Linked DNA regions of Mus musculus: regions 2, 3, 4, 5, 6 and 7 are each linked to region 1. Evidence: chromatin contacts called from public Hi-C, HiChIP or PLAC-seq and promoter capture Hi-C data. All regions are on one chromosome and are shown on one strand. Each heading gives the region's core, a stretch centred on a gene start, on an enhancer-like site or on the middle of the called end of the contact. The rest is flanking DNA. Distances are from core to core; before and after follow the strand shown. Region 1 holds the start of Ebf3 (early B cell factor 3). Region 2 holds the start of Lrrc27 (leucine rich repeat containing 27). Region 3 holds the start of 5830432E09Rik (RIKEN cDNA 5830432E09 gene). Region 4 holds the start of Jakmip3 (janus kinase and microtubule interacting protein 3). Region 5 has its middle 10 kb from the start of Bnip3. Region 6 holds the start of Mki67 (antigen identified by monoclonal antibody Ki 67). Region 7 has its middle 92 kb from the start of 6330420H09Rik.

Region 1 (4,312 bases), core at 1,276-3,775:
GGGGAACTAACTAAGCCAGCCTAACTCGATGAGCTTTGGGACAGTCAGTTGTCTTTGTTGAGGGGAGGGGTCAGAAACCCCATGAAATGGTTTTCAAGCAGAGAAAGAAACGTTTAAAAATAAACAAGGGGGGGATCTTGGAATTTTTCTGTCAAATATTAATTACCGTAATTAATTAAGACAGAGTTTGATTCCAATCGCAAGTCATTTAATAAAGCATATATGTCCTGTTTTAATGACGGCATAAACTATTTGTAGCAACCGGTCCATTTATTCCAATAAATATGGAATTCTCATTAGCATGTCAAGGAAGCGAAATGAAAAACAAATACAGGAGATCCATTTGTCAGTCTGCTCTCTCAGCCCCAGGACAACCTCAGCTCAGCAGAAAGGAAAACACAACGAGTAGAGAGGCAGAAACTTTCTCACCTGTTTGGTCATTGAATCTATGAGGCGGACATACAGATCTTGCTCTGTTCTGACGCCTGTGAGGGGAAAAAAGCAGACAAACTCTCAACAAGCTTTTAGCCTGAACCTCAGGAGGGACGCCCGGGCCTGGGCGAGCCAGTGCCTGGGACCACTTTAAGGCAATCCCTACAATATTGGGAGGGAAACAGAAAACCCCAGTCGCTTCTCACTGTTTTCTTTTCTTAATTAAAAGTCTTGGGACTCTTGCGGTTCCCATATGAAGGTGTAAGAAGTCTGCCTAGCAGTGAGCAGGCCAAGAGTGCAGCTCTGGGCCCATATGGTCATTTATTTTTCAAAAAGAGAGTGCACCTATAGAAACAGAGTCCAAACTCCTTTCTACTCTCGAAGGTCCTTTCCTTTCTAAACCGTGCACAGGCAGTAAGTTATGCTCGGCTTATGCAGCTACCCTCATCCCAATAATTAACATTAATTTGCAAAACTGAAAAAAGTCCCTTAAAAGTGCTGTTCTGCAGGCGCCCTTATCGATCCTCCTTTTACTTTCTACTTCAAGCCCCACCGGTTAATCATGTGAAGTGCCATCGACTTATCGATCGTTTATGTTTTGTTTTCCTTCTATGCCATGAGAAGATTTCGTGTTTACACCCATGTCATTTTAATCTCAAAATCTTTATGTCCTGAAACCATCGAGGGAAGGGAGAGCCAGCGCTCAGGGCGAAAGGGCAGTCAGCAAGCAGTGGTACTCACCATTGCTGTACAGTAGCTGCAGCTTGTAGTGAATGCCGTTGTTGGTTTTCTCGTTGTTCGGCTCCTGAAAGCAACGATAAATAATTGCATTTAGCGTGGCCGCGTCTGGCGCGGTCACCGCGCTCGGTCCCCCTCCAGGACCGAGGCCCCTCGGCCTCACACGCTGCAGGCAGGATTCCTGGCTCGCAGCTACGCGGTGATGTCACTTTTCCTGCCGCAAGCCCAGCGTTCCCCCTCGCCCCCAGTGAGTCCGAGGGCACAGAGAAGTTGTTCGGCCCTTGGCGGGGCCTGTGCGACCGCACGTGGCGGCGGGGTCGCCCGGCGGAGCGCTCCCGCCACCGAGGGGGGCACTCGGACCCCATGCGCGGGCACCAACTGCCCCCTACTCCTGGAGAGGGAGGGTGCGATCGCCGGTGTACACTTACTTTCTCTTTCTCCACAAAGTCCACAAAAGCGGTCCTTTCGATCTCCACCGGCTGCCCCTGCCTGTCGTAGAGCGCCAGCACGAAGTGGAAGAAATTGGATTTCCGGAGGTTGGAAGGAGGCTGCTTCTCGAAGTGCGCCCGCGCCAGCCCCACGCCGCTGCAGGAGGAAAGGGACAGCGGCCCGGTGAGCAGCGCGGCGCTGGCCGGAGGAGGGGGCCGGGCCGGGCCGGGGCCAAGGCGCGCGGGGGCGGCCGGTACGTACCTCTGGGCGGCCGTGTTGGCGTCCACCACGCCTGCCGTGTGCATCCACGAGCGCACCGGGTTCATGCCGCTGCCCAGCGGCTCCTCCTTCATGGTCGTCCCCCCGCGCGGAATATTCTCCTGAATCCCAAACATGAACACTGCTGGCGGCGGCCGCGACTCCCGGCCGAAAGCGCGTCCGCGGTCGGCGGCGCTCGGGGCTCGGCGGCAGGAGGCTGCCCTGGCCGCCCTGGCCCTGCTCGGCGCCTGCGGTGCGGCCCGCCGCCGGCTTCAGCCCGTCCCGGGCAGGCGCCGCATACACCGGCGGCCGGGCGCTGCGGACGGCCGGGGACGCGGGCGGGCTGCACCGGTGGCGACGCGACGCTTCGGAGGAGCAGGGCGCGGTGGACGCGGTGGCCGCGGCGGCGCTTGTTGTTGTTGTTGTTTGCAGGCGCGCTCAACGTGGTGTCATCCTAGCCAGGCGGCGTCCGCGGCTGCAGGACACTGCGGGATCGCCCGCTTCTGGCGCGGCCCGCCTGCTCCAAAGACAAATAAACGGGGCAGTGAGTGCCGCGGCGCAGTCCCGGGCGCAGGCGGGGCGCGGCGGGGCCTGGAGCGGCGCGCGCAGCGGACGGAGGCGCACAAAACTCAGCCCTCTCTCCCCGAGGAATGGACCCTTTCCCGGGAGCCAAAACTCGAAGCCCCCGGGAGCGGCGCTGTCAGAGGGTGACGTCGGGGGGCGGCGCCTGCGCCATATATGGGAGCGGCCGCCCCTCGCCGCGCCCCTCGCCGCCGCCGCCGCCGCGCTCGCCGACTGACTGCCTGACGGCGCCGCGAGCCGGCCCGAGCCCCGCGAGCCCAGCGAGCCCCGCCGCCTCCGAGCGCCACCGAGCGCCACCACCGCCCCCGGCCACGCGCCACGGCTCCACAAGCCCAGCCGCGGCCGAGGAAGTTACCACCCGCTCAAATAAATCTCGCAAAGAAGCGAGCGCAGCCAGTGCATAAGTGCTGCTTGGCCCGTTATACCTGCCCACAAGACCTGCCACACAGTCAAAACACCGTGGGTCGGAGGAGGAGCGCCCCAAGTCGCCCACACGCATGCAATAAATACCAGGGCAGCACTGGCTCTGGGGTGTCCCAAAGAGAACAGCAGGAAGAGGCTGGAAAGGCGCGCGGGAGGAGATTCCAGGAGAGGGAGGGACAACAAGGGGCTGGGAGAAGAGGGTACCTAATGCCCCTTCTAGGGATCCACACTCCCTGCCGCCACCAGGGCAAGAGGCGCAGCTCAGTCTGATTTCTAGGCAGACCTAAGGCTGCTGAAGGGCCAGTGTGCCCACATCTGAGCCCCGCTGGGTGTCCCATGCTTTCTACCCCGGCAAAGCCTGCTGAATACAGGGCCGGGGTCCACGTCGGAGACAGGTTCCTCCAGATGCCCCCTCTCCCTCCGGTGGCCACAGGAGTTTCGGGTCCCTGGCCTGTTCTTGGGTGCGGCAGTGACAAAGAAGGCTGGGCCCTCTCTGGGCCGACGGAAAGAGCGCTCAGCCTCTCCGGCGACCCGGAGCTGGTGTCCAGCCTGTTACATGGTCCGTGCGGTGGCCAGATCTCCCCACCTCCAACCGCCTGAAAAGCAGAGCAGACACTGCGGGCGCCAGGGACCCTGCCCTCTGCGCCTCCCAGCCTGGGTGAGCGCGCGCCCTGCGGCTTCCCGACCTGGTTTCGAGGAACCGGGAGGGCAGCTGGGAGCCGGCAGCGCGTGGGCTCGGAGGCCCAGCTCGGGAGGCCCGGATTCGGTTCCCAGGCGCTCGGCCCACCCAAAGGAGATCTGTGCGACGCGCGACAGAGGCCCAAGGGACGACCTGGAGATGTCCCAGGCTCTTTCCTGCCACGAGAAATAAGGCCCTTCTGGTTTTAAAAGAAGAAGAAAAAGAAAAGGTTTCTGGGCGCAAGTGTCGCAGGGCAGCCTCTTCCCGCCGGGCCTGGGGTAGCTCTTCCTTTTTTTGTGAATTGGTGGTGTGTGTGCGTTAATATTTTAATTAATCGGGAAAATCGAAGTCCGATTTACGTTATCTGGGGACCCCCCACACGCTACTTGGAAGGGGTGAGAGAAAAGATGTGCTGGAAAGCAATCTATTTTGCTGGTGTTGGGGGTTAATGACTATTGCCAAAGATAAGTGAATTATCAAAGCTGTTGCGCCAGTCCCATCTCAAAATCCATTACGGGGCCGGCCGTCTAATTAAATACGTAAGTATAATAAAATCATATTTTATGACTATTTGAGGGTAATGAGATTAGTCTTTAGAAGCGATCGCCACATATTAAAAATGCCACTGTCTATAGAATGTTAATAACCTTAAATCAAAGTGTATGGAAACTCCTCACGATAAATTAAAAGAAAATTTCTGTATTCCTAATAAGCCCAGCATTTTCCACTTACATCAGACCCCCCATGCAAGAGGTAACACTTTGCTCCTGG
Region 2 (4,312 bases), core at 1,256-3,755, 1.9 Mb after region 1:
TCTGAGTTCGAGGCCAGCCTGGTCTACAGAGTGAGTTCCAGGACAGCCAGAGCTACACAGAGAAACCCTGTCTCAAAAAAACCAACAACAACAAAAGAGGATGTGATCATTGTGCACAGAACTCTCTATAGTTCCTGTGTTCAAGTCCCCAGTAGCTCCCTAAGGTGCCTACAGACACAGTTCCCAGCAGGGGGACCCTGTGATTGCTAGCACATGGACATTACACCAAGTGTCCCATTTTGCCAACAAATGTCGAGAGAGAGAGAGAGAGAGAGAGAGAGAGAGAGAGAGAGAGAGAGAGAGAGAGAGAGAGGAGAAAAGAGTTAGACATGAAAAATGAGGTTTGCACCCCAGGGGGAAAGCTTTAGTGAGCTGGTAGATGGCCATGGCAGGAGCTGGGTAAGTCTGAGGAAGAACCATTCTGAGGAGGGGAGGGGGGAATAGTGAGGGGTTGCTAGCAATGTGAGTCAAGGTCAGGGTGTAGACATGTAATAAAATGGCAGAAAAAAGGCTGGCAAGAGCCTGAGCACAGGACATAGTCCCCACCAGGCACAGAATGAAACCTGGTATGCACCTAGAAACACAGGGATGCAGATTTCGGAAGGGTTTCAGCTTCCTTCACTGAAATGGCAATGGGGCTGGCAGCAGCCTTTTCAACCGCAGCCAGCAAGCAATATCTTTAAAATTCTGATAGAAAATTGTTGTCAACAAGGAACTCCGTACCAGTTAAATAGTCATTCAAGAATTAGATGAAAACAAAGAGGCTACATTCATAAGCTTAAGGAGAATAGCCCAGAAACACTTGCCAAGAGAACTACTCAACAGAGGCGGTTTAGCTGGGTAATAAAGTGAGCACAAAAAAAGGCAAGATGAGTTCCTACATATAATTAACTACCAGATACAAAAACCAATTTTATGGGCTTCTAAAGGAAATCAAAACTCAAGACAACCGTAGGATGAAGCAGTGGGCTGAGATGCTGCTAGGCTGGAGTACCCAGTGGCTCCCCGAGGTGCCTATGGACACCAGTTCCCAGCACATGACCATTACACCAAGCATCTCATTTTGCCAATCAAATGTGTATAAATTAATGTCTAATTTTGGATATAATTCTATTTTCCTAGTAGCAGGAAAGGTGGAGCATGTGTACTTGTGTGCGTGTGCATGTGTGTGTGTACATATCTGCACACATATGTGGGTGGGTATATGTACATATGTAGAGGTTGAATGTCAACTATGGGTGTTGTTCCTAAGGAGCTGTTAACTTGTTTGTTTTGTTTTTTGACACAGGGTCTCACTGGCTTAGAGCTCCACAGTGGTTGAGGCTGGTTGGCCGGTGAGCCCTCAGAATCCGCTTGCCTGTCTCCAAGAACAGGAATTATAGGCATACACTGCTGCACCTGAACTTTTTAAATGGATTCTGGTGATCCCATGAGTACGTGGCAAGCATTCCACTGAGAGCCACCAGAAAGGGGCCTCTCTGATGGCCTGTGTGGCCAGGCAGGAATGCCCTGCCTGCTCTGTATCCTAACGCTCCTCACAGCACCTCTTGACCCCAAGCTTTAGCAACCTGTAACCAATGGAACACTCGGGGGGATTCCAGCTGCCAGCCGCCATCTCTGCAGTGTTGAAGGGACATCAGGAGACATTTGATCAGAGGGCTACTGGGCTCCCACAACTCTTGAGTTTCCTAGGTTTTCTTGTTTTCTTGTTTGGGGATATTTTCTTACAACTTACTCCCATCTCACTTTCAGTCCTAAAGAATATATTAGTAAATGAATTGAAAATTCTATTCTATTATTTAAATTTATTATTGCATTCATATAGGGGATACCACAGGACAACTCTGTGGAATTGGTTCTCCCCTACCTAGGTTCTAAGCATTAACTCATCTTGCTGGCCTGAGTAAACAAAATTTGCTGTTGTTTTGGATCTAGACTTCCACTTTGGTCCCATCTTATACTTTCAGTTCCATCCTGCTTTGCTACTTCAAAAATGTTTAGCAAGATTATATCACTGAGCACGTTAGCTAAGGGCATAATTCAATGTCCAGGCCAGTTCATTTCCGATAGTTTCCCTTAGAATTGATGACGTGTCATGTTGCTCTGTGTGTGACACATTACTCACTAAAAACGGTGGAAATTGCTAAGATCTCAACTTCTGGCCCCCAGAAAGGAGTGACCCATATCACTTCATTGGTCAGGATCCTCTAGAATCCGCAGCGGGCCTTCTATCCCCACCAGATCTGATACTAAGGCAGTTTACCACGTTCCCGTAATTTCTCTTTTCGGGAGGGATCCTTTTTCTCTAAAGGTTTAGGGTCTATGGACTTGGTTGACCTGCCTCCCAGAATACCCTGCTCTGCAGGTTTCTAAATGGAAAAGGACAGCCTCCAAGTTTCCACACTAGGAGAGTCTGTGCAGATCCAGGCCCCAGGACAAAAGGGCCAGCAAACCCGGCACCAGCCTGGGAAGCCGAGAGCGCAGCACTGCGGCAGCTGCTTCTGCGCAGGCGCGGAGGGCAGCGGTCAGTTCCAGAGGCCTGAGGCCCGAGGGTCCATGGCCCTGGAAGACGGTCTGGTCAGCAGAAGCATCACTCGACCTCCTTCGGGTCCCCAAGCCCTCCCCGAATCCACCAGCCCATCCTCTCGAAGTTTCTTTCTGGCCTTGTCGCCCACCTCCAGCATAAGAGGCGGTAAGCGCACGCGCACCGAAGCTATCCCAAGCCAGACCTGCGACTTGATGCCTTCCGGCCTCCGTACCGCAGCAGCGTCTCCATGGCGACCTGGTAAACCGCGCAGCTCGCTGGTTTGTTAGGTGGTGCCTGAGCCTCTCGGAGGCGGGGCAGCCGACGTGTCAGGGCGGAGTCGCAGGTGGGCGGGGAAGAGCAACGGGGCTGGAGGGTGGGATAGCTGTTACGTCAGTCACCGCTAGCCGGCTGCACTGGATGGGACCCGGCCACCAGGTTGTGGGGCGGGGTCACAGTCTGGCGGGCGGGAGTAGACGCTGGGTTGGGTTGAGGAGACCGCCACAGACTCACAGAGCAGTGAGTCTGGTCTGCTGGGGGTCCTGTGAACGTCAGCCTTTGATGGCGCGGTGGTGGGAGAGAACTATGACTAGATCCCCTACCCTTTTACAGTGGCCGCACCTGGGAAGATGGGATTGAGGTCCAAAAGTCGAGTTCCCCTACCAGCCCAGTCTGGAAACAGCATCACTAGTCCCCTGCCTCCCTCTTGTCCACACATTTTCCTTACAATGTAATTTGATGGAGGCAGAATCTTTCCTCCTAATTCCAAGGTGTAGAAAAAAAATACAATAAGCCGTAGACTATGCAAAGGCTTGGAGACCTTAGGGAGACCCATTACCCAGCTTGGGGGGGGGGGTGGCATATCTCCTGCCAACGCAGACCTAGGTTCCCCATGAATTGTACACCTTTAAGACCAGCTCCTTAACTGAAAAGTCACCCGCTCCTTAAAGGAGAGTGAAACTAGGAAAGTGTGCCAGCATTTGGCAGATCTTTCAGCCATCCTCTTTGCTTGGATGGTTTTGCAAGTAATACCCTGGCTAAGCAACAGGATTATTGAACTAAGATGCAAGATTGTCATTGCCCAGGTTTTTCCCTAGTGCCCACCTAGATACCTCTTTGGTCTGGTCTGGGCCAGTGTGGGAGGCAGGGGTTGGCTTCCTGACTTCAGAGTCTTGGATACAAGAAGCAGAGGAATTTCCAGGGTGGAAATAGGAAACTGTCTTATCTCTTCCCATCTTACAGGTGTTTTGCAAACTTGAAAAGTCCCCCGGTGTTTTCATCCTGGATGCTTGTTTCCACTGGTATCTTCCAGTTAGACTGTAGTCAGGTGGCTGTTTGCTTGTCATCTAAGCACTTTGGAGGTGCATACAGGAAGATCAGGAGTTAGAAGTTCACCACAGTGAGTTGGAGGCCAGCCCAGACTACTTGAGCCCCCCTTCTCGAATCATAATTGTCATTCTCTTCTTCAAACTTTGTGGTACAGCGTGAGGAGCAAAGAATATAACCAGTACCTCCTTATGTCCCAGCATTTACAAGTTTAAAGCTAAATTCATAGTACTGTTGCTTTTTCAGCAACTCGAGTCCATCCCCCCTCCCCCCACCCCCCCACCCCCGTGTGACTTCTGGTTGCTAAGACACACACACCACCCCCACCCCCCTTGTTTCCAGGTGACTCCATACCAAGAAGGATGAGCAGTGGCCACTGGAGCGCATCACATGGAGGACACCAGCCCCCAAGCAGTGGCCGAGAAGGCTGCTAAAGACCCCAAGGCTGCTAAAGATCTCAAG
Region 3 (4,312 bases), core at 970-3,469, 1.7 Mb before region 1:
TGACAGAGCCCAGGGGAGGATTCACGGGGTCGAAGTCCCTCTGTCTATGATGGAGTGGACCTTGTAGCCAAGCCAGTTTAGTAGCTGCTTCTGCAGAGCAGAGGCTGGGCTCTGGGTAATGCAGAAGTGGGTATTGTCACCATGGTGACACACCCAGAAAAGACAGTGAGCATTTCCTGAGAAGAAGGAGGAGACTGCCCACACTTTCTAGTGGCCTTTGACCAAAAATGGATGGAGTTGAATCAGGGAACCCTGAGCAGTGGGGCTCCCTGAGATTGGCTTAGCGCTGCCCTTCAGGCCCAGGCAGCTCTCGGCAGTCCAGGTTAAACTTTGATACAGGTCCTAGTCTAGGGTATACCATTTCCCTGGAGCCACAGCCGTGGAAGTCGTGGACCAGGCTGCTCCTAACGGGCCCCAGCTGGGCAATGGGCAGGTTTGGAGTATCCCCCTGAGGGAGGGACAGATATTCCTAGCCATTAAGTCTAATATATACCTGACCTTGACATGCTGGGAATCAGCTTCTCTTGGCCAGGGCCACAGATGGCAGACTGTGGGTCATAGCCTGTAGATTACATACATGCACAGGACTGGGGAAACTATGACATTTCAAACTCCTTCCTGGAGTGCTGAGTTTCTATGGACCAGGGTGGCACATGGGAGGAAGGACATGAACCCTGGCACACACACTCAGCTTGGGGACAATGTTTGGCACTTCTGGAACTCAAGAGGATGGAAATCGAGCTACTCACCTCCAGGGCCTCCCATGGGAGACCGGCTCACTCCTGATAGCATGTGCTCACCAGCTGCAGATCATAGCTCCTCTGGACCAGTTCACAGGAGCCACACTCATTCACTGGAGAAGCAGGCTTTTGATGGGGCCTTTTGGCTGGGAGCTTTGTGGTGATAGGAGGGCACCCTAATAGGTTGAGAGAGAATGGGTCAATTGATGACCACAAGGACACCAAAGGCACGGTGCAAGGGTAGGGATATGTGTCTCTCTGAGGAAGGTGGACCTGGGAGGTGTGAAGAATGGATGCACAAGTTGGTTCCAGGAAGCCAGCAGTCTCTATGACAAAGAATTCAAGGCTCTGAAAAGCCAGGCCATTGTGTGCCTGTTCCTCAATAACTGTATCAAACCTCGGGACCGGGCTGTTTCCTTATACCTGGTGCTCCTGATTCATCTGGGTTGGGACACAACAACTGTACCCTGAGGGGAAGCCACCTTCCTCCACCTCCTCATTGAAGAGAGAGGCTGGGCCAAAGATGCTTAGAGAAATAGCTGGGCTGGGCAGTGGTGGCGCACACCTTTAATCCCAGCACTTGGGAGGCAGAGGCTGGCGAATTTCTGAGTTCAAGGCTACCCTGGTTTACAGAGTGAGTTCCAGGACAGCCAGGGCTATACAGAGAAGAGAAACCCTACCTCTGAAAACCAAAGGGAAAGGAAAAGAGAGAGTGTGTGAGAGAGAGAGCAGGGTACATTGGGGTACGAGGAGGTCACCCTTCGTCAGAGTCCTTGAACAAGTCCCACCATTGCACTCCTCTGTCCCCTGGAAAGAACTGAAGGGAGATAATTTCTAAACTGTAGCATGGGGGAAGTCCTTACCCCTACCCAAGGTCCTGATGGGGTCTCTGCCCTCTACCACCCCACCCACCCACAGGCCCTCCGGACCCTGGTGCATCCCAGCCGCTGCTCACCTGGCTGCTGCTGCCCCTGCTCCTCCTCCTGTTCCTGCTTGCAGCCTACTTCTTCAGGTAGGAGTGTCCCCAGGCGCTGACGTGCTCTCACCAGCTCCTATGAGGAAATGAGTGTGCTGGAGGCTGGGGGTGTGGGCCCAAACAGCTCAGACAGCGGCTGGCCAGGCCTGAGCTGCCACACAGCTCAGCCATGAGCAGCAGAAAGAACTTTTCCCGGCTCACCTGGTGGGTATCACCACACTCAGGGCTTGGGGGTTCCCGCGGTGCTGAGACCTAACACATCTTGTGTGTGCCTTTAAGGTTCCGGAAGCAGAGGAAGGCCGTGGTCAGCAGCAACGACAAGAAAATGCCTAACGGGATCTTAGAAGAGCAAGGTATTGTACACTGGGCTTGGTACAGCGGGCAGGCATGGGGCTGTCACTCAAGCTTGCCACTCTCTCCAGCTCCTCCTGGGCTCACGCTGTCACTTGCTAGTAACCCAGAATCTCTGTTTCGGAACTTAGTGTGAGAGGTCGTTTTTTCCCTGCAAGAGAGCGGATGTCTGAGACATTTCAGTTTGTGAGGTTTTTTTTTTTTTTTTTTTTTTTTTTAAAGAGACCACTCATATCCTGTCGGTTTAGCAGGGCTTTGCCAAGTCACATTTCTCACTGAAGCCTTTGAAATCACCCCGTGATAGGGCTCTAACTCATGGTGAGGAGTGTTCAGATGTGACGGTACTACCTCAGGATCAAGCTGGAAAGGGCACTGCTCTGCCAGAGCTCATCGCTCTTGAGAAGGAGTGCCAGTGAGGGGACATGCCTAACTTAGATTCCAGCTGTGTCCTAACTTGTAAACGCTGCTTATGAAAGCTTGTTTTTCTCTCCTCTCTGTGTGGTTTCAAAGGTGCAGGCTCTAGCTGAGTCGGGGTGGCATGGGCTTCTAATCTCAGTATTCGAAGGCACTTGTTGAGGCAGAAGCAACACAGGTTCAAGGCCAGACTGAGCGACGTAACAAGATCCATCTTCAAATGGCCAAGGGACCTGGGGATACAGCTCAGTGGCGTAGCACCTGCCCAATATATGCCGAGCCCCTGGTTTTTAGTGACGATTTAAAACACAAAACGCTGGCTCACAGCAGTGGTTCCAGCTTTCTGTTCTAACTTCCTGCAGAGCTTTGCCTGCCTTGAGGTAACGTGCATGCCGTCAGAACTCAAGCGACACTTTAGAACTCCCCCAAGGTAGTAAAGGAACTAACACAACCCCACAGATGGGAAGGCTATGGGCAAGAGAGGGCTCAGCTGAGCGGTAGCATTGCAGGGCTTGGGGGACCTGCACATCCGCATAGACAGGTCTGGTGCATCTGCAGTCTGCAACCTGCCCTTCTCGCCTCCCCGCACATCCCAAAAGCCAGTGCAGAGGGAAGAGTGTGGCTGGGAGGGGCAAGAAGGCAAAGGCTTCTACCAGCTCATCTGGCTGCAGCCGAAGGGTGTCTCAGTGAGCTCTGCAGGTGGGACAGGGCCTTTTGCAAAGGTGACAGCTGACTTATTCTACTGATCTTATGGAACCAGCTCCCTCTCTGTGAAGAGAGAAATGCCAGTCCCCAGCAGCCCTTTGTAGTGTCCTCTCCTCCCGTGCTTCAGAGATGGTTTGTTTCTCTGCATTGTAATGCATGTGATTTAAGGAAGCGGGTCTATGCATTGCCAAAAAGGGGAGGCTGCAAGACAGAGATCCTGGCAGTCCCCCCATCTGCTCTGAGTGTATACCCAGAGCCCTGTGATTACTCTTCTCTGGATCTAGTATCATGAAGCTGCCATGCCGTGCGTGGAAGGAACATAGGCTAGAGGGAAGGCTGAGTGGTGGGTGAGCTTGCAAGCAAGGTCAAGAATACGATGTCTATGATGGACAGGAATGCTGCCATCACTTGCTGAAAATAGGGTGTGTTGGGAAGGAGATGTTTGATTCAGTTGCTCAGAGCTGGGTTAGCCCCAGGGTGAGCGAGCGATTTGAGAGGACTGGTCCCCTCCCATTGTGCAGATCCATCAGGAATGCTGTCCGACCATCTAAGGAATGAGTCAGCCATGGGCAATGGAACTAAGTGGCTTCTCTGTTGCTCCTGGCCCTACAGAGCAGCAGAGAGTGATGCTGCTGAGCAGATCTCCATCAGGCCCCAAGAAGTTCTTCCCCATCCCCGTGGAGCACCTGGAGGAGGAGATCCGGGTGAGATCTGCGGATGACTGCAAGCGATTCCGAGAGGAGTTCAATGTGAGTGTCCCAGGTCTCGGCCATCGCGAGGAATAGCGGGACAGTCCCAGCCAGTAGTTCCAGGGACTCGGGACTTTATGTCACTTGTGGAGCTGCTCAGAAGTGGGGTCTGGAGAGCCCAGTCACTAGTGCAGTGCTCTTCACTGGTGCTCCTTGTTCCTTAGGAAGTGAGATGGTTGAGCCTGGCGCTCCTGGGGGTTGCTGCCAGCTCCATGATTGGGTGCCATGATATGACAGCAGCTGTGATAAACGTGTAATTCTACCATGTGGTGCGTGGTGTAGGTGGCAGTTTTATTTATGCTGAAGGATACAGGGAGCCTCCCACAAAGCATCTTGTCATGGTCCCCAAGAGGTCCAGCTTCTAATCAGACCAGCAC
Region 4 (4,312 bases), core at 837-3,336, 1.6 Mb after region 1:
TCTCAAATTAAAAGTAAAGGAGCTTGGTATGGCGGCTCCTGGCTCTTTTTTTTTTTTATATCAGCACCACTTGAGAGGTGTAGGCAAGGAGGTCAGAAATTGAGTATCAGAGGTGCAGTGGTGGCGCATGCCTTTAATCCCACCACTTGGGAGGCAGAGGCGGGTAGAGTTCTGAGTTCGAGGCCAGCCTGGTCTACAGAGTGAGTTCTAGTACAGCCAGGGCTATACAGAGAAACCCTGCCTCGAAAAACAAACAAACAAACAAACAAACAAACAAAAATTAAGTATTATCCTCAGCTACTTTTAAGTTCTAGGCCAGTTTGGCTACACTAGACCCTGTCATAAACAGAAGATTTCTCTGGGGCACATCTTCATCTGGTGGCACAGGCAGCATCCCTCTGAATGCACTTGTTGTCCTGCTCCCCTCCTGGTCCTCCCACCTGCAGTAGTTTTGTGGAAAGGTCGCTAAAAACAAGTTGGCTGAGGCACACAAAGTAGGGCCAGGGTACAGACAATTCTGCCTGGGAGGTTGGCACAGGCTCAAAGACACATGGCAGCACCCGAGCTCTGCACCTGGTCTGTACCGTGGCCCCAACCCGTACCTCCGGGAGCCAGCCATGAGTTGTCTTCACTGGGACAGACCCTTATTTTGGATATGATTTTCATTTTCAGTCCACTGATCTCACATTGGTATTATCAGTTAGAGACCTGTTACTTGGAGATCCCATCACCCGACACGTGCCTCCCACCCCCGACCCACTTGCAGCTCTGTGTGTGTACATGCGCATGCGCGTGCGTGCGTGCGTGCTGGCTGTGTGATGTAGTCTGCCGGATGGTGGTCTACCTGAGGAGCTCTTCGCTCCAGTACTCACCCTCTCTCTGCATCTATCTATCCTGTCATCCAACCCTCAGAACTCACTCTGTCAGGTGAAGGCCCACCCAGACAGAATACCTATATGTTTTGTGAAGTTTCTTGTTATTCTGTGCTCAGTCTCCCATGTTCTTGGATTAGAGGCACGCACCACAATGTCTGGATGTGACAGTTACCTTTAATTGTCTTTTGGCACAACCTAGACAGAGTCACCTCGGAAAAGAGTCTCACTGAGAGATTGTCTACATGGGGCAGTCTTGTGAGCATTTCTGTGAGGATGTAATAAATTAATGTGAGAAAACCCAGCCCCATGTGGGTGGTACCATTCTCTAGGCAGAGGGACACCCCCAACCCCAAAGTGAAGAAATGGGAGTTGAACACAAGCGAATAAGCAAGTGAGAGCATGCGCTTCTCTCGGCTCTTGACTGCAGATATATGTAACTAGTTGTTTGAAGTTCCTGCCTTGACTTTCCCACAATGATAGACTATAACCTGGAATTGCATGCTGGAATATACTTATTTGTTCCCTGAGTTGCTTTTCGTCTTGGACTTTAATACAGCAGTAGAAATGAAACTAGAACACACGATCACAGGACAAAACAAACAAACAAACAAACAAAGTGAGGGAACAGAGTGCTGAGATACAGGTTTTAGGCAGAGCTCTTGACCCTAGGTTCTATGTCCAGTATCAGAAGGGGAGGGGGCAAAGAGAAGCAGGGAGGACAGAACTCTGAATGTTGGGGTCCGGGATAACATTTGTTTGCTGAAGCCTGAAAAAAACGTTTCTCTCCCTACAGAGCCCTGGAAAGCAGCTTTTGGAGCCGGGAAGCAAAGGGTTAAGGGTTGGGACACCCACGTGCAACTCGCGGGCGCTGCTCATGGCTGCTCACATCCAGCACGCAATGAGGGTGAGTGATTCCTACCACGGATAGTCCCTCGTAGGCGCGTGGCCCTGGGCGACCCGCAGGCACATTTAACCTGGATGGCTTTTAGATCCCCACACAGCACAGCGGGACCCTCTAAACCACCAGGGTCATCTTCGGCAATGTCATTTCTTACTTTAACGGACCCAGGACTTATTTCTTAAAGGAATAAGCGCAACGATCTGGGGAAGCCAAGGGGCGGGCGACGCTGGGCCGGCGCCGGCTGGAGCGCCTGCAGGGGCGGGCCGGGGTTCGGGGCGCTGCCCGTGGTGACGCGCGGCCCCCGCCCGCCGCAGCGCCACTGCGATGGCTGAGCCCGACCGTCGGACGCCGCCGCCCGAAGCCTGATCGAGGGGAACCTTGGTGAGCAGCGGTGCGATCCTCAGGATCCCACGCATCCCACAGTTGACCTGGGAGGGGATGAGGGACGCGCTTTGCAGGGCTCCTTACGCTCCACCCGCTCCTGGCACTGAATATTCAGGGCTGGCGGATGCCCTGCGCTGCGGGCTGTAGGTGGCTTGGGGTGCCGGGGATGACACCGGAATGGAGCAAGGTGGTGACGCCCAGGGTGGCGGAGATAGCACGGGAATAGAAAAGGGTGGCGATGCCCAGGGTGTATGGGGATGGCGCAGGGTAGCGACTCTTGGGGTGGCGCCGGGATGGAGCGGGATGGCACGGGGATGGAGCAGGGTGGCGGGGCTTGCTCGACTCTCCCTGGTGATCCGGGGTCCGGAGGCCTTGCCCGAGTTGGGGTGTTTGCCTCTCTGGGAGATTTCTCGCGTTCCACTGGCAATTTATTTCACTGCACCGGTTTCCCGCGGTGTGCGGGAGCAGGGCCAGCCCAGCGCAGGCCTAGGGAGCTGCCGGTGACGCTGCGCTGGGTGTGGACGCGCAGGTGCGCCGCCGCCGCCGCTGCCGCTGCCGCTGGGGACTCGTCGTCTTCACAGTACCTCCTCCAGGATGGTGCTGCCAGGCCTTTTAGATTTTTAATTTTGGGGCAGATGGTTTAAATTTTTCCCGTGTTCCCGTTTCCGGGATGAACGCACAGCAGTGGGATCTATGCTGAGGATATGCAAGGCCACCGAATTACCATTTACTTGCGTTTGGGAGTTGGTGAGAGGACGCTGGCCTGGGCACTTTTCTTAGGAAAAGGACCTGCCTATCCATTTGACCTTGCCTACTTAAAAAAGAAAATGTTAGGGTTTTTAAAAAGGCAAAAATCAAAAAAACAAAAAAACCAAACCTTCTGCTTCCCAGCTAGATTCAGGCTTCCTCCACAAGATGGTGAAATGTGCAGAGCCCTCTTTGCCGACTGCCTGCAAATACAGCTAAGCCGGCAGTGAAGCCAGTGGTGACTCAGATCTGGGCGCTCTCTGCAGAACAGCAGGACACCAGAAAAGGCTCTGGCCTTGGTTGTGGGGCCCAAACTAGAGAACAGAGTTGCGGGAGTGGGTACTTCCAGCTTGCTCTGTAGGTGGAGTGAAGAAGGCCAGGGTCCTCTTTCCACCAAGGTACCCAATTAATACACCGAGAACAAGGCCCTCTTGGCCCTCTTTTCTCAGGAAGCCAACGTGTGGTTGTGAATTTAAACCCTTAGAGCAATAGCCTGCAGTATTTCACTCTACACTGGTGGGGCTAGGAGTCTGGTTCACCAAGCTTTGAGGCACACCAACACGGAAGACATTAGAGTGTTTTCTGCAGGAAGAGCATTGGCCAAGCCCACACGGTTCCAAGTGGTTTCTGTGCCTGAGGACCTGTGTCCCCTTCCCGGGGGTTGCCCTGGCAGAACCAAGTTGTGTGGCTGTAAGGAAATACCATAACCACTGGTCTAACCTTAGCTTAAAAGAGAATCGTCAGCCATACATAAGCCACCATAGCTTGTTCAAAAAAATTGGTAAGTAAACGGTGTGATTTGGAAAGGAGAAAGTGGATGTTGGCTGAGTCCTGATGGAACAGAGAACCTGTCACTAATGGCCTTTGCTGCCCTGCCTCTCCTGTTTCTCATAAGAATCTCCCACCCACAACCTGACCCTAGTGGCAGCTGATGGCAGTCAGCCAGCCAGTTCAAGGTCTGAGGTTTGGGCACCAAAGTTTGTATTCTTTGTGATTTCAAAATCCAGGAGAATGAAAAAAAAAAGCTATAATAATTCAAAAGGTATTGCTGGATGTGGTGGCTCACACCCCCTGGAGTTTGAGGCAGGAGGATTGCTTTGAGTTCAGGCTGGGCTATATAGTATGTTCTGGACCTACATGGTGTCCAGAATATGATCGTGCCACAATACTAAATATGTCTTGGGCTACAGACTAGGACCTTGTCTTGATAATGAAATCAGTAAAACTTGTTATTACGTGAAGTGAAAAGATAAAAAGGAACTCTGTCATAAGCAGCACTGTAGGCGCCGTCCTGTTTCCCTTACGGGAGGCGGCTTCACATGAATCTTTCGCCATCACCTCGCCTAGGTCTCTAGTGAGAGCAGCATGGCCTTCTCCATCAGAACAACCAGATGGGCTCTTCTTC
Region 5 (4,312 bases), core at 1,054-3,553, 1.6 Mb after region 1:
AAGTTCTGTGACTCTAGAGAACCCTGACTAATACAGGCTCCCAACCAAGAAACTATGCTTTGCACCTTCAGGCTGGGGCTTCCCACACCAACTAAGGCACTTAAGATAGTCCCTCACAGACATCCCCACAAGCCGAGCCCCACCTAGCAAATTCCTCACTGAGACTCTGGTCTCAGATGATTATAGATTGTGTCAAGTTGACAAGTAAGATTAACCATTGTGGCTGGAGAGGTGACTCAGAAGTTAAGAACACTAGACTATATCTTCTAGGATCTGGGTTCAGTACCCAGGGGCAGCTCGCAGCCACCTGTAACTCCAGTTCCAAAAGATCCAATGCCCTCTTCTAGCCTCCATAAGTGTAGCAGAATTTTCCCCCAATGAATTTAAGTAGTAATACAACAAGAAGCCTGTGACTGGGCAGTGGAGAAGGAAGACGGGTGAGGATTTTTAGAGATGGAAGAGAGCGGACAGAGAGGAGAAGGAAGGAAGATGGAGAAAGAGAAAGACAATCCAGATTCTGTGTGGCTTTAAAATATCATAAAAGGGCCGGGCATGGTGGCTCATGCCTTTAATCCCAGCACTCGGGAGGCAGAGGCAGGCAGATTATTTCTGAGTTCGAGGCCAGCCTGGTCTACAAAGTGAGTTCCAGGACAGCCAGGGCTAAAGAGAAACCCTGTCTCGAAAAACCAAAAAAAAAAAAAAAAAAAAAAAAAAAAATCATAAAAGGAAAGAATACTTGAGATAACATCTAATCTAGGCGGGCAGCTTGTATCATTATCAATTGGCTCTGAAATTATTGTGTGGGCATCTTGTGAATTGAGAATTTATTGATATATAAATCTGACTGATTAATTATAAGCTTCTAGAGTTTTGATTTACTGATTAAGGGAATTTGTGATAACTAGCCTAGGGGGTGGATGCTGAGAAGGTACAAGAGGCTCTGAGGCAGGCAATCCGGAACCTGGGGCTGGCTTAGAGGTGGCAAGACCGTTGGGGACAGAGAGCAGCTGTGTATTGCGTGGGATGATACCATTTTTTATTACGTCCCACAACACATAAGCAATACACATATGTGATGTGCGTACATGCATACAGGCAAAACACCCATGTGCACATAAAATAAAACTTTTTAAGGAAGGGGGCCCTGGAGAAATGGCTCAGCAATTTAAAAACTTGCTGCTCTTACTGAGGACTCCAGTTTGGTTCCCAGGACCAGATCAGATAGATCATAAATCACCTACAACTCTAATCCAAGAGGACCCTGCACCCATATGGCACACGCTTACATAGACATAGACACACCAAAAAGTGATTTAAAAATAATAAAAAGGGCTGGTGAGATGGCTCAGTGGGTTAGAGCACCCGACTGCTCCAGAGTTCAAATCCCAGCAACCACATGGTGGCTCACAACCATCCGTAACGAGATCTGACTCCCTCTTCTGGAGTGTCTGAAGACAGCTACAATGTACTTACATATAATAAATAAATAAATCTTTTAAAAATAAATAAATAAATAAATAAATAAATAATAAAACTAACCTTCACAGTAGCCCTCTCTGATAAACAGTGCACTTTTCCTGTATAAAGAGCCAGAATAATACTGAGGGTTTGCATGGCCACACTGGCCATGGCCTAATAATTACATAGTGAGGACCCAAGCAAAAAGAAGATAGGGTGTATGAGCCAAAGGTGGCAGAAGTGACAAATGTGACTTTGACCCAGCTGGGAGAAGTCCCGGGGCATTGGGGAGAAGGGGTTATAAAGAGGATGTTTATTTCTCTGTAGTGAAATAAACCAGAGGTGGGAACCTGAAATGAATTCAGCCCCTGCTGGCTGTTAGCAGGAGTTCTGCCTCTGATGTGGAGGTAGGAAGGGCAGTTCAGCTCCAAGGAGCCCTCTGAGTGGCTTCCGCCTTGCCTTTCTGGCAGGAGCCTCCTGCATCAGGCTGTACTGACCACTCTGTTCTGCCTCCTTCCCTCCTCTAGGAAAACACCCACTTTTCCAGGAATTCACAGTGACGCCTATGCCACGCCAAGTTATTTTTAGAAACTGGCGTGATGAAATCTTCAGAATTGTAAACAACATGCACACGCTTTAGGTCCCAAGTGTACTTGTGCAGCGTCCCAGTTGGCTGCAAAGTGAGATCCCCGGGGAAGGAAAGCAGCGTGTACTTTGATAAAAGCCTGAACTGTACTCGCCAGAGAACGTTCAAAACAGGAAGCAGCTCAGGCTCCGAGAGTCAGGCACAGCCGAGCTGGGGCTGGACAGTATCCCCAAGGACCGTCAGGGTGCGCTGGGCTGTGGCCGCCGCTGTTGTTTGTCCTTGGTCGGTCGGTGAGGCAATAGCTCCAGGCCTGCTTCACAGAGATTGCAGAAGTGGAGTAACAGGTCAGGTGGCCTGAGACCAACATGCCAACAACTGTCTCAGGACGAAACGTGCCCAACAGCACTCTGTCGTGTAGCCTCTCAGGGCACACGCCCATACCCATGCCCGTAGCCATATCGCCACTTGGTGGTCCTGGCGCGAGGAAATGGGAGGAGACTATCTTAAGGAAGAAAGGGCTTTTATAGGGAGGAAAGGTAGATACAAGGTGGCTGTGAGCCAGAAGATGGCACTAGGCAGTCGCCAGCCCCAGTGAAAGTGTCTCTTTTTTCCTCTTTCTGGAACATTTCAATTGACCTTGATCTCTTGAGGCAAGTTTCTGTCATTCCTTTTTACGTTTGTTTGTCTGCTTGCTTGATTTCTTGTCTCACTTTTTTTGTTTGTTTGTGACAGTATTAATATATAACCCAGTTGATCTTGAACTTGCAATCAGTCTTCTTGCTTCAGCTTCCAGAGTGCCAGGATCACAGTCATGTCTCACCGTGCCGGCTCAGGAAGAATTGCCTTTTTGTTTGTTTGTTTGTTTGTTTGTTTGTTTGTTTGAAATAGGACAGGAGCTCTTGTATCCCAAAATGGTCACGAATTCACAACGTAGTGGAGGATGACTTTGAACTTCTGATGCTCCTACCTCTACCTACTGAGTACTGGGATCAGAGTGTGACCACACCCAGTACATGGGGTGCTAGGGCATCAAACCAGGGCTTTGTTGATGCTTGGTTACTACACTCTACCACACTCCTAGCCCTGTCATATGCTTATTTTACAAAGACAAACTTTTCAGTTTTGTAGAAAGAGTAAGCATCAAGGAGAAAGATTTTCCAAATGCCCCTGACCACCCCCTACACACACACACATACACACACACATGCACATACACACACATACACACACATGTACACATACACACACATACATACACACACATAAATACACATACACACACATAAATACACACATACATACACACACATGTACACATACACACACATACAAACACATACACACACACATACACATACATACACACATACATATACACATACACACACACACACACACACACACACACACACACACACACACACACGTACACACGAGTTCCTCTATCAGGATCCTCACCAGAGCGTTTTTCTTTGTTAAACCACACAACTATGGAGTCACCAGTGGACCTGTGGTCCATGTTGCTTTTGCTGCCTGCTCTCTGGACCTGACTCATGCAGAATGGATTACCGTGTTAAGTCCCTGCCCTCTGTCTCAACATCCCACCCCCTGGTAACACCACTTTTTTTTTTTTCCTTTCTCTACAGACTTATCTTTTCCAGAATGGCACCGATAGGAGCCTACAGCATAACTTTTTCAGTCTGGCTTCTCTCAGTATTTGTTTTGTTTGTTTGTTTGTTTATGTTAGAAAGGGTCTCACTATGTAGCCCCGCCTAGTTTGCAACTCATGTAGATCCGGTTGGCCTTGAACTCACAAAGATTGGCCTGTCACCACTTCCTTGGTGCTGGAATTAAAGGTGTGTGCCATCATGCTCAGCCTAGACATGTATTCTCTGTTTTATATTCAAGATTTTTTTTCATGGGTATGGGTAAGTGTTATGCCTACATGCATGTCCATCTGTACCTCAGATGCATGAAGTGGACATGGAAGAGGACGCCGGAGGACGCCCTGGATCTTCATCAGATCCCCTGGAACTGAAGTTACAGAGTTGTGAGCTGACATGTGGGTACGGGGAACTGAACTCGGGTGTTTTCCAGTAATATTGTTCCATGTCTTTTCCTGGCTTGGCAGCTCATAATTGAACACGCTTCCATTGTCTGGGTGCAACAGGATGTATACTCCTTCGCCTCCTGAAGGATACCTCAGCGCTTCCAAGCTTTGGCTGTTACCGCCACGGCCTCCATGAATATGAGTGTGCAGGTTCTGGC
Region 6 (4,312 bases), core at 1,054-3,553, 1.6 Mb before region 1:
CAACAAAAAAAAAGAAACCCTCAAGTTTTCAAAATATTAGCAGAATTTGACTAGTATGTTTATATTATAAGTGTAACGACACAAGGACTGACAAGATATGAGGGGCAGGGCAATGTTCACAAGTACTGCCTATGAAACCATAAAAGATGGAGACTTCTAGTACTTCAGAATAATTATATTAGAAAATACTAGCACACACAATTACTTTTCATGTAAGTAGTTATAATTACAAGACACAAATAAAAGAGAACTTTCTGTCAGTTTAGGAGAACTTTGGGTTTTTTTGTTTGGTTGGTTGTTTGGTTGGTTGGCTTTTTGATTTTTTTTTCAAGACAGGGTTTCTCTGTGTAGCCCTGTTGTTCTGGAACTCACTTTGTAGACCAGGCTGTCCTCCAACTCTGAAATTCACCTGCCTCTGCCTCCCAAATGCTGGGACTAAAGGCGGGTGCCACCACTACCCAGCTTAGAAGACCTTTGTAATGTGTTTATAACAATATGGGTGTTTAAGGACACAGAAGACTACTAGCATAAAATGTGCTGTGGCTAATCAATGCCTCAGTTTCTTCATACACAAAAGATCTATACCAGCACCCATGTTGCTATTCAGCTATAGTTGTATATATCACTTGGGTATGGGGCACACAGCTAATCTATGCGAGTCATTTTAGAACGACACCGAGTTGACAGACTCAGATGTCTTCACAACACAAACACTAATCCACAATCAGTATCTAGATTAGAATGTCTTTCTGGAAAGCTAGCATTGTGGTGGCACAGCACAGAAGGGACAATTCTAATCCAGCCACAAACCAGGACTTTCGCTGGTAGCTCCATCGTGAACTTTAAAAGCCAGACTATACTCTATATACTGTCTGCTTTCCTATGAACCTCTGGAGTCTAAGCATACCTCTTACAATAAATACCACATAACCAAATGCAAATTGATTTAAATTTTTTTAAACTTGTTAAAAGTATATTTAAGTAATATTGCAGAATAATCAAAATGAATGACACTTGTGACAAGAATTTGTACTCTCTTCTTTTAAACAACAACAAAGTTATAGAAAGTTCTTTACTCTGACAGGAAGTTCTTACTCTCAAGAAAACAGAGGTTTTGGGTTTCAAAACACCAGGCAGAAAGACCATATGTTCGAACCCCGTTTTACGGAGCAAAAAGATCACCACAATCCATACTAGATACAAAAGACCACAGACATTCTGGACCAGATACTTCCTCGACTGTCAAATACACCATGTCTCTGTCCTTACTCAGCAGTACTAACTAACGGCAGGCACCTCTCCCAGGGTGACATGAAAATCTGTCACCAGACTTTGTCAAATGTCTGAGAACTACCATTCTTGCCAGATCGCCATCTTCCTACCACTCATCCTGTGCCACACACTGATTGATCTTAAGTGTCAGTCGCCATATGGGACCCTAGAGATGTAACCATTAACAAGGCAGACCTTGTCTTGGAATTTAATCTACTGGGAGACAAACAAAACAATCTAAAACCTAGTCACCAATCTGCATGGTGTTAGGAAAGACGAGTTTTCTTAAAAGCATCCTCTCAAGTAACATTTCAAACGCGGCAGAAAGCCATAAGGGTCAACGTTTGCAGAAGTGGCAACACCAGCCACTGCCTGGAAGGCCTCAGGGAAGATTGCCATCCGACCGACGGGGGAGGGTGAGAGGGGACTCTCCCAGAGCACCCGAGCAGGGTTCTCCTATCTGATGTTTCCCGAAACATCCAGAGCCACAGCCGGCTGCCTGAGAACGACAGTGCGGAAGTTGCGGGACACCGACGTCAGCCTCGCGTCTACCGAGTGTAAAATCCCGATTCCATTTGGAAGCTCCCAATGCATGAGCGTGACTTCCGAACAAGCCACAGGGACAACCCTGTCAAACGCAGAGGGGGGTTGGGCCGCGGGGTCGCCGCCCCGGGTCACCTCAGCCCCGGCGCGCACTCACCTTCCAAACAGGCAGGAGCTGAGGCTCAGCGGGAAGTGTGCGCCGTCATCGCCGCTCCGCTTGATGGTGACCAGGTGAGCCGAGGACGCCATGGTCCGCCCGGCCGTCGGGACTGCGGACCAGGGCGGAGAAGCCTCTCGGTGAAGCTCGCAGTCGCCCCGCCGGGCCGCTCCTCAGCTGGTCCAGTCAGCGCAAGTTAGCTCTGGCCGCCGCTCACCGGGCGCAGCCCGCGTCGGAGCCCTCGGCTCCTTAGCCGCGGAGGACCGACCACGGCCACCCGCGGCCTTCGCTCCGCCCCGACCAGACCCGCACTCCCGCCGCCCGCGTCCCAAGTGCCCGCCACCCGCCACCCGCCGCCCCGTCCAGCCCCGACTGTCCGCCTAGGCGGTTCCGCGCCAAGGCTCGCCCGCCGCAGCCCGCCCGATTCAAACCAAAACGGCGGTTCAAATTCTGGCGCTAAGTGCTGCGATTGGGCCAGGCGGCCAGCCAGAGACCAATGGCGAGGGCGACAGAGGATTGGGGAAGTCCAGAGGTGGGGCCAGGCTGCGAGCCTGGGGGGGGGGGGGGGGGTGGAGCCGGAAGGTGGGAGGGGCCAGGCCGGTAGGCGGGGCCGGGCCAGAAGCTGGCTGGAGAAGCGGAACCCGAGCGGAGATAAGCTCCGGAAGGCGGGCAGGGTGGGGCTGGTGGGCGGGCCACTGCTGCTCTAATAGGCAGGGTAGAGGGTCCCAGCTTTTTCAGTGTCAGCAAAACTAGCGTGGCGACCTGTAGGAAGCTACCTGTAGGCTCCCTCTCCAGAAATCAAACACCGACAACGCCGCATCTTGCTCAACGCTAGAAGCTTTCTATTTTTAAAATTTATACCCTTCCTCTGCCGTTTCTGCAACACCTCATACGCAACCTAAGGTTGTTTCTCCTGCCTTTTCAGTATCCCTCAAACTGTCCTTTAAAAACTGGGGGACATCATTATAATTCATTCTACAGTCTCCCTGCTTAATGAACACTGAGGCAGTGGCACGGTTTTTCCGAAACCATAACTTAAGAGTTATTGCTGCGGCACGGTTAAGTTTGCAATGCTTTGCTGTTTCAGGGGGAAATGCCGATTAAAATAACCTGTGCAAGACTGCACCTGCAAATCCTAAAATAGGGCTCCTGGGGCACCAGTTGGGGTTATCTGAGGCCAGGTGCCAGTCAGATGAATATAGAGTACCTATGTTTTCCTGTCCTCTTTTTTCATGCTCCCTCCTCCTGTTCCTGGATCAGTGTTCTTCCAGTAGGGTGTTGTAAAAATTCCGCTTCTGGGGCAATAGAACCAATGTCTACCCTCTCCTCAAGGTCTCAAGGACAAGCCTGAAGTATGAAGCCATGAAATTTCACTCTGGGGAACGAGTGTGTTATACCACCCTAACCCAGGCTGATTAGTTATAGCATACCTCTTGGCCTCTAAACCTAAACCTCTGGTCAGGACTTCAAAAATATATTTAGGGTGCCATTGGGCCCCTTTGCTCCTATTCACAATGGGGCCACATGAATACACCCCCTTTCTGTGCTTCTCACTGTTGCCTCCTCTTTAATTAGCCTACTGAGGATGGGTGGTCCAGCCTGCCTTGTTAGGGCTGCCAGGATCCAAGCTCTACTTTAGGCCTTGGGCATTGCCTTCTCATCCTGAAACCTAAGCAATAGATAGATAGAGAGAGAGAGATTTAAAAAGCAGATCAGTTCATACACACATACACACACACATATATAGTTGTTACTTTATCATGAATATGTATATAAATGTGTGTGTCTGTGTCTGACCATGTGGATATGAGTACAGGTACCTCTGTATATCAGTAGATAGCATTGGATCTCACAGGACTAGAGTTGCGGGCAGTTGTGAGCCTCCTGAAGTAGCTAATGAGGCCTGACCTAGGTTTTCTCCAAGAGCAGCGAGGCCTCATAACCCCTATGCCATCTCTTCAGCCCTCCGTTCATATATTTTTAATTGTTTTTTAAAATGTGCTTAAAATTTACACTTTATGCTTTGTTTTAAATTATAGCCTTGAGGAACGTAACTTTAAGAGCCACAGTGTCTTCATTACTTTTCCGTTGTCATGAGAAAACACCATGACCAAGGCAACTTATTTTAAAAAATTAAAAAAACAAACCAAAACAAAACAAAAAAACATTTAACTTGGGGCTCATAGTTCCAGAGGGTTAGAGTCTATGACTATCATAGTGGGGAACATGCAGGCAGGTAGCTAGGCATGGCCCTGAAGAGCTGAGAGCTTACATCTGATCCACAAGTGCAAGACACATAGAACGGGGAGGGGGGGGTAAGGGTAGGGGAGAGAGGGAGGG
Region 7 (4,312 bases), core at 611-3,110, 1.4 Mb before region 1:
GATGGACAAGAAAATATAACTTACTCTCAGGCAGAAGAAACATGGCCGGGAAACTAACTCCTAAACACACTGCATTTTCAACTGCAGAGTCAGAGATGGTGCTTCTGGACTCTCAGAAGGGTTTCACAAATTGGCTCAGAGCTGACAGCACCTAACTGAAGGCTATGGCTTCTAAGGACACATCACAGGGACGTGTGTGTTAACTGTGAAGAATTTGCCTCTGCCAACCATACTTTCCTCACTGCTGTGACAAAAGCAAGCTAAGGAGGGAAGAAAGAGTTCGTTTTGATTTATGGTTCAAAGGCCTGTCCATCATGGGAGGAGAGCCATGACCACAGGAGCATGAGGCAGCTGGTCATATTCCATCCACAGCCAGAAGCAGAGAGAGATGGATGCTGGTACTCAGCTTGCTTTCCTGCCTTTCATTATTATTTAGTTAGGGATCCCTATTGCATGGAAGGGCATCCTGGCTAGTTTTAATTGTCAGCTTGACACAACCAAGAATCATTTGGGAAGAGAGTCTTAATTAGAAACTATTTAGATTAGGTTAGCCTTTGGGCACATCTGTGGGAAACTGTCTTGATTTTGGTACAGGAACTCATACCATGGTGACTGGTCTAGGAAAGGGATCCAGAGAAGTATAAGAAAGAAGAAAACAGAGAGTAAGCAAGGATGCATTTGCTCTCTGCTCTTGGCTAAGGGTGTGATGTGACCAGCGGCTTGAGTTTCTGCCTTGGCTTCCATGGAAACAATGGACCAAAACTTGGAATTGTAAGACAAATAAATACTTTCCTTAAATATGTTACTTTTTGTCAGGAAGTTTGTCACAACAGCAGACACACAACCAGAAGACAGATGTCACCACTTTCAGGTGGGTCTTCCCTCCTCAGGAGAATCCTTTCAGAAGGCCATGCAGACAAACCCAGATATGTTTCTCCATGGTGATTCTAAATCCAGTCAAACTGACAATGAAGATTAACTATTATACTAAGGATACATTTGACCAACTCATTTGGCCTTCTTCATATCAACCTTTAGGGAAAGAAGCTGTTGGTAGCAAGTGAGCAGGTCTGGAATGACAAAGAGCCAACCTTCAAATGGCTTATGAGAGCATCAATGGGTAATTTTCAAATGTAGCAATCCTGGGAAGATGCTAAGGTGCCTATGTGTGGTCACCAGATGAGGTGTTCACCAGAGCATCACTAAGGGTCATCTGGGGGTGGGGGTGTGGGTAGGGTGTCAAGGTTAAATGGAAGGAGACAAGGAGTCAAAGATGGCAGATTTAGATGTCAAGGCTATGCGCTTCTGAGCCTGCTCACACTCTAGGGCAGGGTCAATTAACAATCAAAAGAATTTCCTGTAGACATGCTCACAGACTAATCTGATCTAGGCAGACTTTCAGTTAAGACTCCCTTCTCAGGCAATTCTACATTGTGTTAACTGTCTGCTCAAACCAACCAGCACACACATCTAAGGGTAACGTAAGCTGTAATGAACCAAGTCTAGTCTTGAAAAGGCAGTACTTTAATCCATGAAAGTGAGGAATTCTTGAACTGGCAGTGCTTGATATACTCAGTTTGGGCTGGAACTTTTACTATTTCTCAAAATGAATGAAACACCCCTTCTTGAGGGATGGGTCTGCAGCACCCTTCTTGAGGGGTGGGTCATGAAATCATGGAAGGATGGTATCCAGGTTAGGAGGAATGAAGTCAGCACCCTCTAGGCTTGCCTGTGACTGTCAGGAACCACAGGAAGAGAGTATTGCTTTCTAAGAACAGGCACATTTGTCAAGACTCAAAGCCATTCTCCACCATCTGGAGTGATTCATCTCTCTCTGAGTAACTCAGTGGTGTCACGTCCTCATGCCTGCCATTTTTCCTGCCAATTTCAGTGAGTAAGGCTGTGTCCCCACAACCCACCGGGACCAGAGACCACAGGGCCTCCAGTCAGATTCTGTTTGGCCTCATGATGGAGCCAAGCAAATGTAAATCCATTGTGTCAAGTTTCAATCCCTTCCTATGCTGGCTGAGAATCTGCACTTGGCTTGCTAAGCTGTGCTGGAAAGAACAGGTGTCTCCGCAGAGCAGCGGGAATCACTGTATTTGTTGACTCTACTTGGGTTTATTTAAAAATCTCTGCTGTATATGTGGGGAACTTGCCCAAGCTCGGGGCTTGGCTGCTGTGGCCTGCTGTGGCATGTTGTTGGAGTTCATCCATATAGACACCTGTGTGGTACAGCCCAGCTTGCGGGTTACAGTAGAGGGGCTAAGTGAGGCAGTACTAGCTGACTTTATAGATGCTCTCACTTGTCCTACATCACCAGAATTCCACTGACTATCATCACGTGAGTGTAAGATGTGTTTAAACTGCTAATGGACTGGGCCATTGACTTTAACGATATTCTCAATACTGCTTTGCCATCATTGTGCAACTAGTTCTTCGTGGAGATTACACTTGCTTCCTGGGATGGGTGGGAGCTACACGAGGGGGCTTAGGCAGATCATCATGACTGATACAGTGTTAGTCATCCAAGAGTAAGAGTGAAGCAGATGGCCCCTCGTGTACAACCAGATCATGAGGCCACTTTGATATTTTGTGGTTCTCTTGGGAGAAGATGCAGATGTATTGGAGGTGGATGGCACCAAGCTTCAGAACCATGGATGGTGACTGGACGAGGGCAGGCGGTAGATGCTCTCAATGGCAACCAAGACTTCCCAAGAAGTGATTCTTGCTGTTTCCAGACCAGCATTGTGGGCCTCCAGAGCTGTCAGGATGGGTGCTGGGCCCCAAGTTTGGCCCAGCAGAGTTTTTGTGTATCTAGAGCTTGGTAGGATACAGGAGATTTGGGGGATGTTGAGCTTGACACATCTGGAAGTGGGAGATCTGAAAGTTTTGGTTACAACTTGCATAAGCTTAAATTAGCTCAGGATAGTGGCTCCTGATCCTGGATATGGCTGCCTGGGTGAAGCTGCGGCTATCGGTACAGGGAGGAAAATCATCCTGAGACCTCTAGTGGAGGCATGAAACATACACTCTAACCTTTCTGGTCCCCTAGTTCTCCTGCAAGTACCCCTCATTGGATGACCTACATAGGACGCTAGAGGGTAAAGAGGCCAACTGATACACCCTGGCTGCTCTCCCTCCTTAGGCATAGATTGGGGTGCAGAGTGCTTATGAGGACACAGAGCAGATGATCAATTTAGTCCCTGACTGACAACTTCTTCAGCCTCAAGGCTTATGCAGAGCTGGGCTTCCCAGAAACTATCTCACTAAGGGGAATCAAGCAGATCACAGGGAGGGGAGAGGTAGCCTGAAGTTCTTGGTCCAGACACTGATTAGCTCTGGTTCCTGCAAGTCCCTAGATGCTAATTCCCTCATGTCAAAAATGAGAACAGTGATGGCCATTTCCCAAATCTCATGGAATCCACACAGGATCTGTGATGGAAGTGTGTGAAGAGGTGTCCCCAAACATAGAAGTCCCCTGTATAGTAGCAGTGTGGTTAAATAGACAGACAACTGCAGAGAAGGGAGATATTGCTGGAAACCATTCTCATCAGACAGGGCACCACACAGTGTGTAGCCTTACCAGTGTCAGACTCAGTCTGAGTCTAGAGGGTTGCATAAATAGTAAGGCTTAGTCTGCCACAGTTAGAGGGACCAAAGGACTAGGGTGGAACTCAGGGATAGGAGCAGTGAAGTAGTTGTCTGTCACTGGAGAGCAGGCACATTTGGCCAATAGCATGCACATTATCAACTGGTTGGTGAAACAGGACAATCACTGAGTTGCATAGTTTGGCACAGTTTCTGTCATATTAGTTTCTGTCACTTGGGGGCTGGGCACAGCTTAATTGTGTCTATTGCAAACCTTAATCTCAGTGTTATTAGTGCCAGAGTCATGCTTTCACCTGAAGGCCTAGCTGGGATGATTCTGTCCCGGGAGCATGTATTTGTGGGTAATGTTGTGTCCCTGCAGCTATAGGACTGGGTGCCTAGTTTCCCTTTGGTTATGGGCTAGAGGCTAGGTCCCTGACTCACACTTTTCTCCATGAGGTAGCCCAGCATCTAGCTTGCTTACTCAAAACCAGGAAGGGAACATCTCCTAGTGAGGGAGCTGTGCGGTCCACACAAGGCCTTCATTTTCAAGAGGAAAAGGCTTTGCTTCTCTAACCTCGATTGGTCAGGAGCAAGTCTCAAGCCTCACCTACAGTCCTGGGTCAGGTGAGGGACTGCACTGGAATGTGAAATCCAGATAGTGGGGAACATAGGTCCCTGAAGAGATTCCAAGACACAACATCAACTAAGGTCATTTTAA

Evidence for each region. Promoter capture Hi-C pulls out the DNA fragments that hold promoters and counts their contacts. A called contact is a pair of places that touch in the nucleus more often than the background predicts. HiChIP or PLAC-seq counts read pairs in DNA pulled down with a chosen protein or histone mark.
Region 2: a contact with region 1 is called in a promoter capture Hi-C map of pre-B cells, with 2.1 times the contacts expected there. The contact joins the promoter of Lrrc27 here to the promoter of Ebf3 in region 1.
Region 3: a promoter capture Hi-C map of pre-B cells shows a contact between it and region 1, with 4 times the contacts expected there. The contact joins the promoter of 5830432E09Rik here to the promoter of Ebf3 in region 1. A contact is called at or near these places in 2 of 39 promoter capture datasets (liver and pre-B cells) and 3 of 115 datasets of contacts at active chromatin or transcription factors (embryonic forebrain, large pre-B cells and stem cell-derived neural progenitor cells).
Region 4: a contact with region 1 is called in an H3K27ac HiChIP or PLAC-seq map of embryonic stem cells, with 11 times the contacts expected there. The contact joins the promoter of Jakmip3 here to the promoter of Ebf3 in region 1. A contact is called at or near these places in 2 of 39 promoter capture datasets (embryonic stem cells and pre-B cells), 2 of 484 Hi-C or Micro-C datasets (both in embryonic stem cells) and 3 of 115 datasets of contacts at active chromatin or transcription factors (all in embryonic stem cells).
Region 5: a promoter capture Hi-C map of pre-B cells shows a contact between it and region 1, with 5 times the contacts expected there. The contact joins the enhancer-like site here to the promoter of Ebf3 in region 1. A contact is called at or near these places in 2 of 39 promoter capture datasets (embryonic stem cells and pre-B cells), 5 of 484 Hi-C or Micro-C datasets (the AML12 cell line, embryonic stem cells and pro-B cells) and 4 of 115 datasets of contacts at active chromatin or transcription factors (embryonic stem cells, large pre-B cells, microglia and 1 more).
Region 6: a promoter capture Hi-C map of embryonic stem cells shows a contact between it and region 1, with 4 times the contacts expected there. The contact joins the promoter of Mki67 here to the promoter of Ebf3 in region 1. A contact is called at or near these places in 10 of 39 promoter capture datasets (the 3T3-L1 cell line, cranial neural crest, embryonic stem cells and 6 more), 2 of 484 Hi-C or Micro-C datasets (both in embryonic stem cells) and 6 of 115 datasets of contacts at active chromatin or transcription factors (embryonic hindbrain, embryonic stem cells, large pre-B cells and 1 more).
Region 7: a Hi-C map of myocytes shows a contact between it and region 1, with 2.1 times the contacts expected there. The contact joins the enhancer-like site here to the promoter of Ebf3 in region 1. A contact is called at or near these places in 6 of 39 promoter capture datasets (the 3T3-L1 cell line, embryonic stem cells, hippocampal neurons and 3 more), 3 of 484 Hi-C or Micro-C datasets (cerebellar granule neurons, muscle stem cells and myocytes) and 3 of 115 datasets of contacts at active chromatin or transcription factors (bone marrow-derived dendritic cells, craniofacial prominence and stem cell-derived neural progenitor cells).

The regions. Positions count from the first base shown.
Region 1 is chr7:137,311,920-137,316,231 of GRCm38.p6, forward strand. It overlaps Ebf3 (early B cell factor 3), which reads right to left and starts at 2,526. Exons shown (of 16, transcript NM_001113414.1): 1 at 1,861-2,526; 2 at 1,599-1,755; 3 at 1,174-1,237; 4 at 430-485. The coding sequence starts at 1,994.
Region 2 is chr7:139,210,483-139,214,794 of GRCm38.p6, forward strand. It overlaps Lrrc27 (leucine rich repeat containing 27), which reads left to right and starts at 2,506. Exons shown (of 11, transcript NM_027164.1): 1 at 2,506-2,785; 2 at 4,193-4,312. The coding sequence starts at 4,241. It also overlaps a transcript of Stk32c not described here.
Region 3 is chr7:135,650,095-135,654,406 of GRCm38.p6, forward strand. 5830432E09Rik (RIKEN cDNA 5830432E09 gene) reads right to left here and starts at 2,220. Exons shown (of 3, transcript NR_015548.1): 1 at 1,696-2,220; 2 at 750-916. Ptpre (protein tyrosine phosphatase, receptor type, E) reads left to right here. Exons shown (of 21, transcript NM_011212.3): 4 at 1,659-1,752; 5 at 1,996-2,069; 6 at 3,799-3,935.
Region 4 is chr7:138,938,644-138,942,955 of GRCm38.p6, forward strand. It overlaps Jakmip3 (janus kinase and microtubule interacting protein 3), which reads left to right and starts at 2,087. Exons shown (of 20, transcript NM_028708.2): 1 at 2,087-2,157.
Region 5 is chr7:138,917,393-138,921,704 of GRCm38.p6, forward strand. No RefSeq gene overlaps it. Among named protein-coding and RNA genes, the nearest start is that of Bnip3, 10 kb to the left of the region's middle. Within about 2 kb of position 2,304, at least 284 of the 459 cell types and tissues checked have an H3K27ac peak or open chromatin away from gene starts, as enhancers often do. A contact at or near this core is called in the AML12 cell line, embryonic stem cells, microglia and 2 more, where this site is marked.
Region 6 is chr7:135,714,076-135,718,387 of GRCm38.p6, forward strand. Mki67 (antigen identified by monoclonal antibody Ki 67) reads right to left here and starts at 2,304. Exons shown (of 14, transcript NM_001081117.2): 1 at 1,973-2,304. The coding sequence starts at 2,064.
Region 7 is chr7:135,944,416-135,948,727 of GRCm38.p6, forward strand. No RefSeq gene overlaps it. Among named protein-coding and RNA genes, the nearest start is that of 6330420H09Rik, 92 kb to the left of the region's middle. Within about 2 kb of position 1,861, at least 4 of the 459 cell types and tissues checked have an H3K27ac peak or open chromatin away from gene starts, as enhancers often do. A contact at or near this core is called in myocytes, where this site is marked.